Linked DNA regions of Mus musculus: region 1 is linked to region 2. The links are chromatin contacts, called in public Hi-C maps. All regions are on one chromosome and are shown on one strand. Each heading gives the region's core, a stretch centred on a gene start, on an enhancer-like site or on the middle of the called end of the contact. The rest is flanking DNA. Distances are from core to core; before and after follow the strand shown.

Region 1 (4,282 bases), core at 1,107-3,606, 67 kb before region 2:
CATAAGAATCAGAATTCAGATCCCCAGAAATCCACATAAATGCCAGGTGGGAATGGCAGCCCACCTATAATTTCAGCCTTGGAAGGTAAAGATGAAATTCCCAGAGTAAGCTGGCTAGCAAGACTAGCTATATTGGTGAGTCCTTGCATTGATGATTCCCAACCTCAGGCCTCCATATGTGTGCACACCCACATACATTCACCTATACATATACTAACCACATACACACACACACACTCACACACATACACATGCGCGCGCACATGCATGCACACTGGAAAAGTTGAAAAACCAAAACAGATTAATGTTGCCTCGTGACTGGCATCTGGAGTTTATAATATATTCAACTGGTTCCCAGAGGCTAGATTAGCCCCTCTCTTCCAGCTCTGCCAATAGCAGCACACACAGCTTCTTGCATGAGCTTAGCCAAGCTTCAGTCCACACCTGTAGCTTTCCATGGCAGATGTCCTATGGCCCTGGCATCTCCAGTATTCTCAGGTCTCCAGTGCAGTTTAGGATTCGCCTCCACAAGTTCACACAGAGGCCTCTTAGGGCCTTTACACGGGGGTGACAGCCCCACCACACAACAGCTCCTTCATGACCCCCTCAATCTTGCATCTTTTGCACCTTCAAAACCAGTGTCATGTGATCACCATTTCCCACTTCTGCTGTAGGTTCAAGATGTCTCTGATGGATAAGGTTTTGCCCTCAGAATACTTTTCCTAGTATCCCAGTGCAGTGAAGGAACTTTCTCTGTGATGGTACTGAGCTCTTTAGCAGTTATATCACCAGTCTGAATACCATACTGCCTTGAATGTTTCTCTGCCCAACAAATCAGTCCATTAGCATTAAGCTCAACCTCAGGTTCTCAGGACATGGTCAGCTTGAAGTTAGATACTTAGCCAAAGTACTCTACTAACGGCTCCCAGTCTGGTTCCCAGTAAGTGCATGTTATCCTCTGAATTCTCATGATCTAGGCCTCCATTGTCTGAATTTCTCTCAACATTTTCCTCTTTCCATGCTTTTAACAGAATGGTCCAATAAGCTTTGCTTCCAGCATGTAATTGCTTTGTACCCTAGTGTATCAAAAGCTGCTGCTCTCTAGCCACAAAACTATTCAGAAGTCTAAAGCCCATATGCATGGTCAAGTTTTTCACAACAAAGTACTTTCAATAGTAATTCTTGTTTTAGGTTGGTTGGTTGGATTTTCTGTTTTTGTGATAAAATATCCCAGCAAAAGCAATTCAAGGGAGAAAAGATTTGCATGACTTATAATATAATTACAGGTTCCAGTCCATCAACCAGGGAAGCCACAACAGCAGGAGCCTGAGAGAACTGGTCACATCATACCCACAGGGAATATCAGAGTGCAGTGCAGTGATGTGTGCAATGCTCCTACTCAGCTCTTTTCTCTAATACAGCCCATGACCTGAGAGCTTAGGGAATGATGCCGCCTGGGTGGGTCTTCCCGCCTCAGTTAACAGTCAAGGCAACCCCTCACAGACAGTCTCAGAGGACCTTCTGGGTCTTCCCACCTCAGTTAACACAGTCAAGTCAACCCCTCACTGATAGTCTCAGAGGCCCTTCTTTCAGGTGAATTTGGGTCGTATCAAGTTGACAGTTAGTTGACAGACATCACAAAGGCTATGTGTGGAAATTACATAAGCCAACACTTTTTGTTGAAGAGATTATTCTGTTCCTTGTTGAATAGACTCACCACTCTTGCAAAAGCCAGACTGGCTGAGTCTGTGGTCTTTATTTTATTCCACAGGTCTATACGCAAATAAGCATCAAGTTAGCCTGGGTCCTCAAGCTGCGGTTTAATCCCCTTGGCTTCAGTGCTGTCGGACACTGCAATCTCTAGAGTCTTTAGAGTGTGCTGCAGTCCTTATGGCCCTTTCTTTTCTTTCTGTAGCTCTCCTAGAGAGAGTGGATAGAGCGGCCCCCGACTCTCTATACTTGTTCCTCACCTAAGCATTTGCTGCACATTTACTTTGTATACAGTATACAGCCACTGTCCTCGTGCCACCAGAGTGCCACCTCTGGCTCCTCACTTCCCTCTGCAGCCCTTGCATCCATACGCAAGGTGAAGCCCCAACTACAGTCTAAGGGTTAGAACCTGGTGTCTCAAGCCAGGTCAGAGAGCTAATACAAAAATCCAAAGAGGGAAAGCAGCTGAGAGGGAGGAGGTAGAGGAAAGGAACCGAGTTTAGTGCTTTCTGTAAGGCCAACAAAGAACAACTGCATTGGCAACACAGCAGAGAGTATTGGATTCGAGTTGCAACCAGGGCTCCTATACTCTTCACACTTAGTCAAGCTGACTCATAGAGTTAAGAAGGTTGACTGCCAGAAAATGACACGTGGGACCATTGAAAATAACCCACTTTCAGCCAGACGTGGGGGTCCATGAGTCCCAGTGCACAGGAACCAGAGATAAGCAGATCTCTGAGTTTGAGACCAGCCTGATCTACAGAGCTAGTTCCAGGAAAGCCAGGGCTATACAGAGAAACCCTGTCTCCAGAAAACACCCTTTACCCCACCTTACACACACACACACCCAAAAAAAATAAAGAAAAAAAAACCTCATTTTTTATTCTCACTGTGGCCAGAAGAAATAATGTCTTTTAAGTTAAGCTTTTTCCAAAGCAATAAAACTTGGCGATCCTCTGCCTGGAAGTAGCCTTGCTGTTTGAAAGCAAAAAGAGGAATGGGGAGGGGTGGGGCAAGGATACAGAGGATACTGTATTTTATTTCTAAAATAAAGAGGCGGAAGCTTGAGCAAGCTTTGACATTGTGTTTTCCCACAGATGGGGAGGGAGGCTTGTTTGTTGTCTGAGCCCTGAGAGCATGACTGTTGGACGCTTTTTCCTGGACCCACTCTTCTCTGAAGCAGATTGCTCAAGCTCCAATTTAATCTGTACTTTCAGTTTTAATTAAATTAGAAATAATAGCATCATGAGACCTAGATTCTGATTTCAGCCTGACACTGTGTGACCCTAGGCAGATCTTGTTGGCTTTCTGAATCTTCATCCTCATATTTGTAAAGTAAGAACAGAGTCAGGTTGCCTTGGTCACCACACACCCTATGATTAGGGTCTTCTGTGTATACAAAACAATGGTCCCAAATGGCTAAATAGGTTAGTAAATTTTCATTGCTAAAAGAATCAACATGTTACTCATCTACCTTGTTAATTTTTAATGTGTTAGTACACAACTATTAAAAATTATATTAATCACATTTAATAATATACTCAATAAATAATTCAAGAAAGGCAGTTTTCCTAGGAAGGGCCCTGAGGTCTCTGCAGTGAAAACTAAAGGAAGGAGTCCAGGCTGGTACCGTTCTCCTAGCAGGGTGGCTTCAGCTTTGGGCATCAAGCCAAGTGTACAAGGTACCTGATTATTTATTTCTGCCCTTTCTCCCCATGGGTTTTGGATGCTGAGTCTTGTTCTTGAGTTCCCAGAATAGGCCCTGGCTTCTCCCTGCCTGCGGTATTGTGCAGCTGTCACTGCCACACACACAGTTGGTGTGATCGAGCTTTACGTACAAGGAAGGTAATTGCTAAATCCCTTTCTCATGCCAGAGGAGCAGCCTGTTCCCGGAACCCTTCAACTATGGCTTCCCATGAAAAGCCAAAGTAAGAGAAAGGTGAAGCCCTTATTCCAGCAGGAAGTAAGTTTGCAAATGACATACTGACTGTTCCCCATATGATGAAGCCTTTAGCCTCCAAGGGATGCACTGCTACATATCCACAGCATCTGGCAAGTGTCGCCTGGGCTTTAGAGGGTGTCAGAATGCCTGTACTTCCTGGAAAGTTGGCATCCTGCTGCTAAGTTCATCTTCACTTCTAGTGACGGAGATGATTCAGAGGTGTCCACAATGCTCTAGCTCTCTGAGCCACATCCCTCTCACCTCCAACCCCAGGCTCATCCTCCTTCTTCTGACACCACAAGTAAGCAGGGGACAGAGTTCCACTCAGGCTCCTGGCAGTCTCCCAGGCCCAGGAACTCTCTCCTACTTCCAATCAGAACCCACAGATCTGCTGCGACGTCGTGTCACAAGAGCAGCCGCAGCAGCTGTCACCATTGCAGTGCTTGCTCTGCCAGACACTGTGGGTGCACTGTCCACGGCCGGCTTCTGCCCCACTGATAGCTCTGTGGTTGGAGGGTGAAGGGTGTTGATTAGCCTGGGCCATCTGTCCTCAGAGCTCGTGTTTTCTCTCCCGCCATGCTGGGTCTGTGGGCTCCAACAACTTTTTCAGCTATGTCCCTTCCTCCCACT
Region 2 (4,217 bases), core at 1,095-3,594:
ATTTTCTGATTTCTGCTGGGAATTTGAAGCTGTGATACTGTCACAATTTCCTTAGCCTTGACCCCTTCCCCTCCTCAGCTTCTCTCAGCCACCATGAGGTTCATCAGCGGAATCTAGAGGCAACTGTGGTTGGCCACCATGAGGAAATAAAGACAGTTGCTAGACACGTGGCATATGGGCCAATACACAGGGGTGTACTAGACACAGAGTTCTGGGGATCAGCCCTGCCCTTCATCACCAGCCTCTTCATCTGTGGGGTCTGAGTGAATGCTCTTTACCTTTGGTATAGCTGGCACTTTCCAAGCACAAGGTGTGGTTCAGACACTGTGCCAATAGCTCGGTGACTTGCTTAGTCCCCGTCCTAACTGAGGTAGAGCTGCCAGGTCACTCATCTCAGGCTGCAAGACTCATGTGCCACCAGGAGGCCTAAATTCAGAACCAGCCGTGCAGCCCACAGCTCTGCCTTCCGTCGTTCTCTGTAATGTTGTCGAGTGTCTGGTTGTGTGCCAGGCTCCGCAGCACAGTGGTCACGGAGACAGATACTCAGTCCCTGCCTTCCTAGGGTCTGCAGATGCAGAAGCCTGGGACGTCCATGTGCCAAGTACTAGGAACAAACAGTGCAGCTCCTGTAACCCTTGGGAACAAAAAGTCTTGCCAAAGCAAGAAGCAGGAAGCAATCGAAGTTTGGTCAGCACCGGAGAGGAACAATGGAAGAGGTGCAGTACCACCCAGCACAGCACAACTTGAAAGAGTCCTGCAGGCAGCAGAAGCTCTGAGAGGGGAAAGACAGTGCAGTTCTAGGACCCAAGGGGAGGCAGCAAGTCCTGTGGCCAGGGTCAGGTCATCCACGTTAGGCTGTTTCAGGCAGCCATGTTAGAATCTTTGAACTCTAAATCCTAGAGTCCCCAAGAAGCTATTCAAGTGGGAAAGGTCTGAATGGGACTTTAAAAGCTCTCTCCAAGTAAGTGTGGGATGACAGAAGGCAGCAAAAGGTGGGGACCTCAGAGGAGAGTTGAGAGTGTGTGTTTGCTGTTTATCTCACTGTTGAAATAAAAGCAAATCCATGCCTGTCTGGACTGCAAAGTCGGGTCAGAACCAGTCTGAGGAGTTAGTAAGCCCCCAAATCAAACGTAAGATAAGGACTGGGGGAGCAGCTCCATGACAGAGTATGTACAGCTCTGATTGCCAGCACACACTTGTAGCTCCATGATAGAGTATGTACAGCTCTGATTGCTACCACACACACATGTAGCTCCATGGTAGAGTATATATAGCTCTGATTGCCAGTATACACATGTAGCTCCATGGTAGAGTATGTACAGCTCTGATTGCCAGCACACACATGTAGCTCCATGGTAGAGTATGTACAGCTCTGATTTGCCACCACACACATAATTCTGACTCCTAACTCTTGCAGGTAGGACACAGGCAAGTTAGTTCTCATCCCACTGAGCAAAATAAGGAAATTGGAACATTCACACTAGATCACATAGTGAGCTGCTCAGTATGCAACAAACACTAATCACTAGGGAAATCGGAGTATATGTCTGTATGAGAGAGGGATATGTCTATGTGTGCTACATGCATGTGTGCATTGGTGTTTGGAAACCAGAGGGTTCTAGGTGGCTTTTCTGTGGCTGTCAGTTCTGTTTTCTTGAGACGGAGTCTTATTGAACCTGGAATCTGCCATTTTGGGTTATGCTGGCAAGCTAGCAAGCCCCAATGGTCTTCTTGTCTCTATCACGTCACAGAGCTGGGGTTATGGACACCTGGCTTTTTAGATAGGTCAGAGGATCTGAACTCGGTTCCTCAGCTTATTCAGCAAGGTTACCTACTGAACATCGCCCCAGGCCCGCCCAGGAAAAAACTCTTCTGCTGAAGGCTGTGTGGCATAAAGACAAGTTATCCAATGCATCTGCAGGGAAGGAGTTGCTGGGGGCCCAGACAAGATCAGTCCACTAAGGAGGGGTAGACTAAAACCATCCACCCAGGATGCAGGCAGAGTGAGTGACAGGAACTGCAGGCAAGAGAGTGCACCTTCCCTGCAAGAAAAGTCCCTGTGGATCAGTCGGCACAGGGGATCTGAGGAGGTGGATAGGATAAGAAGGCTGGGTGTGAAAAATGGCTGGCAAAGATGCTAATGACAATTCAGATAACCCATTAAAAACCAGTCAGCACCCAAACACAAGAATTGTGTGTAAGTAGACCGGGGGGGGGGGGGGGGGGGGCAGGGCTCAGCCCAGCATAGAGCGCCAAGAACACAGCTTGTCAGTGTGGTGGCAGTGCTCTGCCTGGCAGGCTTTTGGCTCCTCCCATTAATGAGTCAAGGACTCTAAGACTCCACCCAAGAAAATTCCTGAGTCAGAACCACTGGGTCATGGCCTAGAAGGACTGAGGTGTCTCACTCTCCCACTGAGCCACTGGGAAGGAATGACTCTTGACAGTCTGGCACAACCAGGCACAGACCCAGAGACAAGGAGAAGCTGTGTGGCTAAGGCCCTGGCAAAGACATTTGGCTAAGCCATCAATGAGAGCAGGCATAGGTGTGCTCAGCTTGGGGACTGTAAGGCCCATCATTGGGTCTGTCCCAGAAATGTTCAGAGAAAGCCAATACTACAACAGACTCCCCACCTCTTCTCACTGCCAACCCTCACAGACAGAGCAAAGCAACTGGAGAAATGGAGGCTGGGGAGGATGGGGGCCTTCCTGGGCCCTGAAGGCTTGGAAGGGTGACAGGAAACCACTCCAGTGCTTGCCTCTTCTTAAATTTTGTATGAAAGAGAATGTTCCAGGGAACACAGCAGGCACTTCTGTACCCCAAACCCCCTGTGTGCATCCTGCTAGGACATCCTGCCCTGTATGGTGTCTCTCCAGGTCTGGGGTAAAAGAAAAGGGTGAGAGGGGTCTGTGTGCCTGTTGGCTTGTCCCAAGTGACAGAGACTAGCCAGTGCTGTGCTCTCTCACCCAATCCTCCTGCCACATACAGGTGACTTGAAAGATAGATCTGCCAGCAGCTAAACCAAGTTCAGTTCTCAGAATGTCTCTAGCAGACTGCTCCTTGGAGTTTCATAATGAATACCCCTTCTGGATGTACTAAGCCCCCAGAAAGCCCCTTTGGCATCCTTTAGCCTCTGAAGAGCAAGCTCCAGAGGGCAGAGCCCTTTTCAGTGCTTGGCTGTGTGCCTCTGGTCCACTTGTCCCTCAGCTCATTTCAACCCTTTCTCTGTGATGAGCAGAGCTAAGGGTAGTGTCTGTCCTCATGCTGAAGGGCTTTAAGTAGACCCTGGGACGACTGACTGTCCTCAGAGATTGGGGCAAAGCCCAGGCAGCCCTCATTGCTTTCAGTTTGGTAGTGACATATGCCTGCCCTTCAAGGACCAAAGCACAAATGACCTGTGCACAAGTGGTCACAAAAGACTGTTGGCCTATGGCCATGTCCAGGGTAGTAGGGGACAGCTGGCTCTGAGCTGTGCCAAACTCCCATAGGGGAATATGAAAGTCCCAAAGCTGAGTACCAACCGCTCACAGGGTCTCTGAGGGCAGTGATCCAGGACAGCATCTGTTTTCTGCTCTGCTCCCACAGCTGAGGTCTACATTGGCATTGGAAAGCCTGCGGAAGCTACAGCCTGTACCCAAGAAGCTGCCAACCTCTTCCCAATGTCCCATAATGTCCTCTACATGCGGGGCCAGGTTGCTGAGCTTCGAGGACACTTCGATGAGGCCCGGCGGTGGTACGAAGAAGCCTTATCCATCAGCCCTACTCATGTGAAGAGCATGCAGCGACTGGTGAGTCTGAGACCCAGGCCAGGGTTCCCATTTCTTGGATTGCAGCTCTCCTCGGACGCAGCAGGTAGCCTACGACCCTCATACCCACTGGTTCCCAAGGCCAAGTTAGCCGGTTGAAACATAACATGGCACAAAGCCAACAGGCAGATCCTGTGACACCCTGGGAGGTGACAGTGCATAGCCAACTGTCTTACCTAAGGTACTATTAGGTGCAATGGGTCAATTAAGTCAGCAATCAGTATCACCCTGTGGTTGGTCACCATCATTGTCACCTGGACATCTGCACTGCTTGCAGTAACCACCCTAAGGGAATATCCATACCAAATACTCCTGAGGGAGCCGGAGACTCGGGTTTGCCTCCAAGGTACTGGCCAGTAGACTGCACCCCGTTATAGGAAGGGAGGGGTGCCCCCGAGTTGCCCAGAAGGGAG

Evidence for each region. Hi-C and Micro-C count contacts between places; a contact is called where the count stands out from the background.
Region 1: a contact with region 2 is called in a Hi-C map of muscle stem cells, with 1.8 times the contacts expected there. The contact joins two enhancer-like sites. A contact is called at or near these places in 1 of 15 datasets of contacts at CTCF or cohesin (the NIH/3T3 cell line), 3 of 484 Hi-C or Micro-C datasets (the 4T1 cell line, muscle stem cells and nephron progenitors) and 3 of 9 other capture datasets (adipose tissue, liver and pancreatic islet).

The regions. Positions count from the first base shown.
Region 1 is chr12:100,391,860-100,396,141 of GRCm38.p6, reverse strand. The region is part of intron 9 of Ttc7b (tetratricopeptide repeat domain 7B); the gene reads left to right. Among named protein-coding and RNA genes, the nearest start is that of Gm51958, 45 kb to the right of the region's middle. Within about 2 kb of position 2,356, at least 23 of the 459 cell types and tissues checked have an H3K27ac peak or open chromatin away from gene starts, as enhancers often do. A contact at or near this core is called in muscle stem cells, where this site is marked.
Region 2 is chr12:100,325,113-100,329,329 of GRCm38.p6, reverse strand. Ttc7b (tetratricopeptide repeat domain 7B) reads left to right here. Exons shown (of 20, transcript NM_001033213.1): 19 at 3,584-3,786. Among named protein-coding and RNA genes, the nearest start is that of Gm51958, 22 kb to the left of the region's middle. Within about 2 kb of position 2,344, at least 72 of the 459 cell types and tissues checked have an H3K27ac peak or open chromatin away from gene starts, as enhancers often do. A contact at or near this core is called in muscle stem cells, where this site is marked.